Regions from separate parts of the Sus scrofa genome. Here regions 1 and 3 are each linked to region 2. The links are chromatin contacts, called in public Hi-C and HiChIP or PLAC-seq maps. All regions are on one chromosome and are shown on one strand. The core of a region is the stretch at or near the end of the contact, and the rest is flanking DNA. Distances in the headings are between cores, read along the strand shown. Region 1 holds the start of SIN3A (paired amphipathic helix protein Sin3a). Region 2 holds the start of PPCDC (phosphopantothenoylcysteine decarboxylase). Region 3 holds the start of MAN2C1 (alpha-mannosidase 2C1).

Evidence for each region. Hi-C and Micro-C count contacts between places; a contact is called where the count stands out from the background. HiChIP or PLAC-seq counts read pairs in DNA pulled down with a chosen protein or histone mark.
Region 1: an H3K27ac HiChIP or PLAC-seq map of alveolar macrophages shows a contact between it and region 2. The contact joins the promoter of SIN3A here to the promoter of PPCDC in region 2. A contact is called at or near these places in 4 of 47 Hi-C or Micro-C datasets (embryonic fibroblasts, heart right ventricle, psoas muscle and 1 more) and 2 of 2 datasets of contacts at active chromatin or transcription factors (alveolar macrophages and skeletal muscle).
Region 3: a contact with region 2 is called in a Hi-C map of subcutaneous adipose tissue, with 3 times the contacts expected there. The contact joins the promoter of MAN2C1 here to the promoter of PPCDC in region 2. A contact is called at or near these places in 1 of 5 promoter capture datasets (liver), 2 of 47 Hi-C or Micro-C datasets (embryonic fibroblasts and subcutaneous adipose tissue) and 1 of 2 datasets of contacts at active chromatin or transcription factors (alveolar macrophages).

The regions. Positions count from the first base shown.
Region 1 is chr7:58,170,525-58,173,224 of Sscrofa11.1, forward strand. SIN3A (paired amphipathic helix protein Sin3a) reads left to right here and starts at 1,297. Exons shown (of 23, transcript XM_021099023.1): 1 at 1,297-1,565.
Region 2 is chr7:58,547,900-58,550,599 of Sscrofa11.1, forward strand. PPCDC (phosphopantothenoylcysteine decarboxylase) reads right to left here and starts at 1,392. Exons shown (of 6, transcript NM_001243368.1): 1 at 1,356-1,392. SCAMP5 (secretory carrier-associated membrane protein 5) reads right to left here. Exons shown (of 7, transcript XM_001924572.4): 7 at 2,291-2,700.
Region 3 is chr7:58,245,892-58,248,591 of Sscrofa11.1, forward strand. MAN2C1 (alpha-mannosidase 2C1) reads left to right here and starts at 1,373. Exons shown (of 26, transcript XM_005666137.2): 1 at 1,373-2,700. SIN3A (paired amphipathic helix protein Sin3a) reads left to right here. Exons shown (of 23, transcript XM_021099023.1): 23 at 1-235.

The DNA.
Region 1 (2,700 bases), core at 47-2,546, 380 kb before region 2:
GCTTACCCATAGCCACAGCCCTGGTCAAGTCCTCGTTACATCTCACCTGAATTGTTGGGATAGCCTAACTGGCAGCAGACTCCCATTCTGCTCACAGGACTTTAAGGCCCTTCACTTTCTGCACATTCTACATCATTCACATGAATTACCTGGATCCATCAATCAATAAGTCTTTCTTCCTCACCCACTGTGTACCCTGGCCCCAGGCTTGGTGATATGTGGGGTAGCCTCTGTCCCTGCTACCCCTGCCAAAACTCTTTTGGTGTAAAGTTATGACAAAAACACTACAAATGATTCACAGAGGCATGTGAGGCAGAGTTTTGATGTGAGGACTGCTGATAGGGAAGGGTTTCTGGATTGGGGGCTTGGAGAGAGATGAAACCTCTTGGCTCTCTCCACCCACCCCTCCCACCAGAATATGTAACTCTGTAATCTCCAAACCCATTATTACAACAGCCTTTCTGCTTCACTTTCCTGCCTGCAGGCACGCTTCATTCAACCTACCCTCAGAATCCATCCAGCTGCTGGGATGTTGAGCATCTTAAACCATAGTTTTGGGCCCGTGATTTTGTGACCAGTCATGTTGCTTGCACATTCTGCTGTGCAAGCCTGAGAATTTTAACAAGGTAGTATAGTGTTCTGTTCTCTGACTCCATCTTTCCAAACCTGATTTTCATGACTACAGCCACACTTTTAGTGTTTCTTAATATTTTGCATTCACCTCTATGTGTCCTTTGCTGAAAATGACTTGCCCCTCCACTTCCGCCTGATGAAATCTTTAAGACCCAACTTGCGTGCCACCTCCTCCAGGAAGACTTTACCACTTTTCCTCAGAAAGAAGCTCCTTGCTCCGAGATTCTGTGGATGTCTATTTATATATACATTTCTGCATTGCCTTAGTTCTTTCTGTAGCATCTCCTCAGGTAGATAGATCTGGAGTCCTTGGATAGTGCAGAGTGAGCATCTCATTCAGTCTCTGTAATCGCACCCAAGCAGCAGGTGCGGTATGACTCTGTCTGCCTCACCCCAGAAAGTGCTCAGGCAAGTGCCTGTTGCCCGGAACATACGACTTTCCAATTACACCGTTCATTTTTAGGCAGTCGCCTAACAGAAAATGGGCCGTCCACGGTTAGGTTACACAGCCAGGGGAGTCGGGACATTGCAGCCAGTCGCTAGGGTATCCCTACCCGCCTCCCTCTGCTCAGTTCCAAATGGGGTGTGTGTGTGAAGGAAGTAGGGGCTGGGTAGCCCGGCTAGCTCCTCCTCCGTGTCCACCCAGAGGATCTCCGAGTCACAGTAGGTCTCCTTCCAGTCCAAAGGCCTCAAGAAATTCGAAGCGGCGGTACCTTCGATATAGGGTCCTCTGTCACAGATGCGGCTCACACTCACGGATACTTTAATCTATTTATTTGGATTTTTTTTTGGAGGGAGGGGGCGTTCAATGAAGGGGAAGAGGTGGAGCAAGGCGGGGAGGCGGGCCCAGGATGACTGACGAGAGCAGCGGGGAGCCAATGGCCCGTGGGGGGCGTTCCCCCCCATTCAGGACTCCTCGCCTGGCTCGGAAGGTATGTTAAACAGCTGCTTTTAATTTGGTCTCCCCAATCTTGGGCGTTTTGGGGGGCTAGTTCACCAGCCGGTCGCTTCGGCCAGTGCGCCCTGGTACCGGCGCAACGGGTCCTGGGACGGAGCTAGGGGAGCTTGGAGTCCGGCGGCCGAGGGAGGCGAGGGGCAGGCCAGGAAGGAGAGCTCTTGGCGCCGCCCGCTCGCCAGTGTGTTTCCAAGCCCGGCCGGATCCGTGGGGAGGGGGTCGGCCCGGCCTGGGGTCGCCAGTGTGCCGGCCGTGCTGCCTAGTTTATTTCACCGAGCGGCCGGTTTCGGTAGGTTTCGGCGGCGAACTGGGTAAGGTGCCAGCAGGAGGAGATCCTCCTCGCTCCTGGAATGCCTTAAAAAATTATTGTAAAGAAGAAAAAAGGGGAGATTCCGTACACCGACTGGAACCAGGCCTGGGCTGCGGCGCGCGGGCTCGGCAGGGGGCGGCGGCCTGAGCCCGGCTGGCCGGGCCCACTGAGTCCGCGGCGCCCGGAGTTGGTCGAGAGCTGGAGTTAGCAAGGGAGCCGGGGCCCGTGGCTTTCCCCGCTAACGACGCTGGGCGAAGGCGGCAGCCGCCCGAGGGTTTTGTTTCTGTCTGCAAACTTGTCCGAGGGGGCGGTGGGCGCGCTCAGGAGAGGCGCGGGTGCCTAGGGCCCGCGGTTGTTATGGACTCTGGGGGCGGGGGCAACGCCGGACTTGCGGGAGGGGCAGCCGGGGGAAGCCACCGGAAAGAGCCCCCGCACCTCGGCACTAGCCCCATGCGCCGGTCTGGGTTCTCCGAACTCCCGGGCCGTGGCAGTAGAGCCAGCATTCGGCGCCGGAACACGGCCCGGGGGTGTGGAAAACCTCCAGGAACTCGGCGGCTTCGACTCACGGCCCCAGCTGATCCCCTTGCAAACATGGAGCTGCCTCCTTCCCCGCCCACCCCAAGGCGGCGGCAGCTCCCTTCCCATCCCCCGGTCGTGCTCCTCGCTTGCGGATGGGGTGGAGGCGGGGACGCAGGCGTGTGAGCGCGCCCACGAGGGGGTGGCCTGAAAGGGGCAGTGAAGGTCGGAAACTGGGAAAACAGTCTCCACGCTCAGAATCGGGAAAAGGAAATGCATCAGCGTG
Region 2 (2,700 bases), core at 142-2,641:
GGATCCATTAAGAGCTTGAATCCTTTAGCCTAACATCAAAGTTCCTCACTACTGGCCCCAGACTTGTGCTCCGGCCTCATCTCCCACCAGTCAATACAACTCTGCTCCAGTAATAACTAAACAGTTATAGCTCATAGTGGCACTCTGCCCCCAAACCCAAAGTCGTTAAAAGGAGTCATGTGGCCACAGGGGCATTTTAAACTCCTTCTTCCAAGGAAAGGCAAGGAACTCTTCAGAGAGAGCTCAAGGTCTTGACATTCTGCTAAGATTGCTCTTGTCTCAAACCCAGGCAAGCATGCTTGAGTCTGCTGCTCCTAGAGTCTCATTAGGTACCCCACCTCAAGGCCACATGCTAAGGATACATAGGTAAATATAACATGCACACACAGCGCTACTAGCAAGGGACTGACAGTACTGCCACCTCTCAACCATTGGGAGAGATGTGGAAAACTCCTGCCGCAAGATCCCCACCACTTCCCCAACCTGGGAATCTCTCCTGCCTATTATCTGGCAACGGCCTCCAATACCTCAAAGTACAGCATGAGGTTTTTCGCTGACAAAATTTTTCCTCTTTTTTTTCTCTTTTTCTTTCTTTTTTCTTCCCTTTTTTTTTTTTAAGGGCCACAGGTGCGGCACATGGACTTCCCACGCTAGGGGTCTAATCGGAGCTACAGCTGCTGGCCTACACCACAGCCACAGCAACGGGGAATCCGAGCCCCTCTGCGAACTACGCCACAGCTCACGGGCAATGCTGGATCCTTAACCCACTGAGCGAAGCCTGGGATGGAACCCGCCTCCTCATGGATACTAATCGGGTACATTACCTCGTGAATCACACAACTGGAATTCCTTCACTCTCATTTTGAATAGTCATTCAGCACTTTTAAGTAGAGTTAGGGGAAAACTGCAATATCCTAAGGTTTTCCTTTTTCTAGTTTACCAACTTGTAAGATAGTCTGTACTTTGCGCGGTCCCCATTCATTTTTGAAAGCAGGATAGCGGGTTTTGTTTTTTGTTTTTTTAAGGCAAGCGGCAAATGTGGGGAACTGACAGGGCCACCTTTTAAGCTAGATTAAATGGCACTAGGCAATCGCAGAGTTGCAAAAAGCGTGGGGGCGAAGATATAAACCCCCCACCTCAGGACAGAGATGCAAAGGGATTCCTAACGCTCCGGCGCCACAAGCTCCACAGCCCCTACACACACACACACACACAGCCGCAGACCCGCAGCGCACGCGCACGGAAAGTGAGCAGACACACACAGGCACGGAACCAAGGTCACCAACGAAGCTACTCCAGCCTCTCTCCCGCCCCAGTGCGAGAAACCAAACCCCACGACCCACTTGACTCCTCACCCGCGGCAGGCGTGTCTCGGGGGCAGCCCCCAAATACCGCGATACCTCGGCCGCTCCTCCCGCTGATTCTGGCTGCACGCAACGTTTCCAGAGCCGCTGGCAGCCTACGCGAACGCGCAGCCTTCTGGGAGCTGTAGTCCACTTGGGAGAGTGCTGCGGGGGACCCCTTACTGCCAGGTTCGTTATTTCCTGTGCTCTCTCCTGGGTCTAGCCTGATTACCTGACCTCCTCACTCCCCACCCCCAATCTCATGCTCTCACCACTGAGGCACTTAATATTTACTGAGCCTCTTATATGTTTTAAGTGCACAGGATAGAGATAAATCAGACTCTTCCCTGCTCTTGAGACAAACAGGGAATTTTGTACAGAATGAGGTCTATGAGGAAGCAGAGGGACCTAAGTAACAGCTAGAGGCAGCGAAGTCCTCTCAGAGGAGCCACCCAAGGTGGATCTTGAAAGATACCAGGAGCTTGGATGGAGTGCCAGAACAGCCCTCCACGTGGGGGACACAGCATTGGCAAAAGGAAAGCAGCAGAAAGTGTATGTTGGCTACACTTCCCTGTCTTCATTCTCCAGCATCCACAGGCCTCCGGATCCCCTTATGTTCCTTGAGGCTGCTCAATCAGTTGCTGATCTCCTTCGATGAGAGTGGAGGTGGGGACCTCTGTGCTCTACCCCTGCCCTTGCCTACAGTGACAGTCTGGCCCAAACCACCCCTCACCCACTGATCCAGCCTTCTACATCTGACTCAGGGAACTCCTCCTTCTAAAAGGCAGAAGGCCTCTATGGCAACTTCAAGACTGCCTCAGCGAAAGAACCTCACAGAGGTGTGTGAACTTTGGCCACAGACCCCCTTGACACACTCTACCTATATGCCCCACAGCCTATGTTGAGGCTCCACATGGGGCCACATGAAGACACATGACACAGCAGGACACAGAGGGCCAAATGTTCCCCTTTATTATGGTTCACTCAGTTATCACAGACAGATACATTGGCTCAGCAGATCAACTGCCAGATGGAGAATGGTCTGTGTCTCCCAGAAACAAAGAAGGGCAATGGGCACCAGCAGAACGCAAAAGCAGGTCACTGGCTGGCCACAGATCTGAGGATTCTCGGGGCCTTCCTCCACCCTCATGCCAGGCCATCCAGCAGAGATGAATCTGTGCCCAGCCCCACTTCTCATATTGGTTCCCTTCCCAGGAAAATGCATAGTTGCCAGGAGATGCAGCATCCCAGAACCTGGACAAGCTGGGCTGCCCACAGGTAGCAGGTTTTCCCAAGGGCAGAACCAGATCATGGCCATATAGGTCTGAGCCAGGAAAGAGGAAAGGCAGGTAGGACA
Region 3 (2,700 bases), core at 123-2,622, 300 kb before region 2:
CTTGTCTTCTTCCTTGCCCCCAATTTTTTTTTTTTTTTTTTTTTTTTTTTTTTTGTAAATAAATAAAGCTTGGTTCGTACTTAAGGAATAAACTCCCTTGTCCTCACCAGAAAACTATTGTGAAGCAGGGATCTGGGCTTCAGTTCCTTATCTACGATACAAATAGGATTTTGCTTTAAATATCAGTCAGTTGGCATTTGTCCCAAATAAAAATATCTCGGATTTTTAAAATGAATTATTCAGGAGTTCCCTTTGATGGCGCAGCGGGTAAAGAACCTCACACTGTCCATGAGGATATGGGTTCAATCCTGGGCCTGGCTTAGTGGGTTAAGGATCCCACATTGCCGTGGCTGTGTATAGGTCAGCAACTGCAGCTCCAATTCGACCCCTGATCCAGGAACTTCCATGTGCCACAGCGTGACCATAAAAAGAAAATAGAATTATTCATTTATTTTAGTACAGAATTATTCTTTTAGTACACACTGTTCCCCCTATTTCAACTGTTTGGAAATATTTTATACCTAGGCAAGTCGTTCAGCTATGTAGTTTGCACTTCTATTTTTTTTATTCCTATTGGAAATGGGGGTGAACAACTTAAATACCAAACCAGTATTTGAAAGAAGTGTGTGATTATAAATGGAGTTGAGGGAAATTTGATACATTTCATTAGCAGCTGCAAATGGAATATACATAATTTTTTTAATTACATAAATTTTCACTGGCAGATATTTAAATATGAGTGATTAGGATTTTTATATGTGGTCAGCCTGGACTTTGTGAACAAAGACCAGCTGAGCCTCTCCCAGTACTCTGATGGATTTTTCTCCAGCAACCATTATCACCCTAGTCATGTCAGTAAAGTAACTGACAGTGTTTTATGTGGTTTTGTTTAATTGAAAATCCCCAACATCACCATCATTAAACCACATATTTTGGCTCTGGACTTTTATAACACAGAGTAGACTTCCGATTTTAGATTTTTTTGTTGTGGAGCGTGGGCAGTGGAGGGGCAGGACAATTACAGGAGTCTCTGAGCCCAAAAGTATAGGGTGGCAAAACAGCTTTGGGGGAGGAGATTCTCTGGTGAAGCTGGGGCAGTGATTGTGGGGAAGGATCTTCAGGTTTCCTCAGCAATAACTTATCTGTCCCCCTTTGGTCGCTTAAGAAAGATCATGATGACTTAGAACTGAAATTGATGAGACCTGACCAGGGCAGCCCCAGCTGTTGCTGTCTCTGCATAGGGTTATGCCCAGAGCAGCTGCTTGCAGGTTAGGATAGGGTTTCGGGGCCAGTTGAGAAAACCCCAACTTATCAGTGCACAAAGAAAGCAGTACTTTTTTGTTCTTTTTTTTTTCTTTGCTTTTTAGGGCCTCATGTACGGCCTGTGGAAGTTCCTGGGCTAGGGGTAATATTGGAGTTAAAGCTGCCGGCCTACAACACAGCCACAGCAACACAGGATCCAAGCTGCACCTGCCACCTACACCACAGCTCACTGCAACGCCGGATCCTTAACCCACTGAGCAAGGCTAGGGATCAAACCCGCATTCTCATGGATACTAGTTGGATTTGCTTCCACTGTGCTGCAGTGGGTACTCCCACAAGCAGTTTTTTAAAACCTACTGCCTTCTGACATCTGAGCCCCAAGCTCAACTCAGCCTACCTTACAGCAGCAAGTTGATATTTTTATTTATTTATTTTGCTTTTTAGGGCCGTACCCACAGCACATGGAAGTTCCCAGTCTAGGGGTACAATTGGAGCTACAGCTGCCTGCCTACACCACAACTACAGCAACACTGGATTGGAGCCATGTCTGCAACCTACACCACAGCCCACAGCAATGCCAGATCCTTAACCCACTGAGTGAGGCCAGGGATCGAACCCGCAACTCCATGGTTCCTAGTTGGGTTCGTTTCCCCTGTGAGCCACATCAGGAACTCCAGGGTTATATCCATATTTTAAATCACGTTTGGTATTCTGTACTTAGTTACCTTTCCCTACTATTCGCATTTGAAATACTGTAAACCTGACTTGGTCAGTGTTTCCATTAAAACATTAGGGCTCATGTTGTGTATATTCTTTTTTTCCTAATGGTTTTACAGACAAGGACTCTAGTAGTCCTAGGAGGGGGAAAAACGCTGCCATTAGATAACCAGAGTTAACACGAGGATGAAATTGGTGTTTCTGGAATTATGGCTTCTCTAAACAAGTCAGTCCCATGAAGGGAAATGTATCACTCTCTTAGAATCATGATTGTTACGTCTGTGATCTGCCATCTCAAAATTTCAGTTTCTGGTGATGGGCAGCAGTTACCCTTACACATGAAATAAAACATGTAGTAGAGGAAGCTGAGGTTACTGGGGTGCAGAGCCCTCCCTCATTAAACACCTGCCCGCTGGTTGGCTTGAATGCACCAGGCTCTTTCCACGTTAAGCGAACGCAGGTTTTCCTGGGTAGCCAGAGGTCTGGACTGGGACCAGAGGGCAAGGGTGGTGCCCGCTTGTAGCTTTTGAGACTGGGTGACCTCCTGGCCATCGTGCCTGTCTCTGTCCCTGGCCTTTCGCAGAATCAGCGTCAAACTTCTCACTTTATTTAGGGAGGGATTTGCCCGGCAGCCACCAGCTAGGAGGAGAAGGGAGAGCCTCGGAAGCACAGCTTTTAGCGTTCAGCTCCTGCTCAAAATTAAAAGCAGCGGGGCTTCAG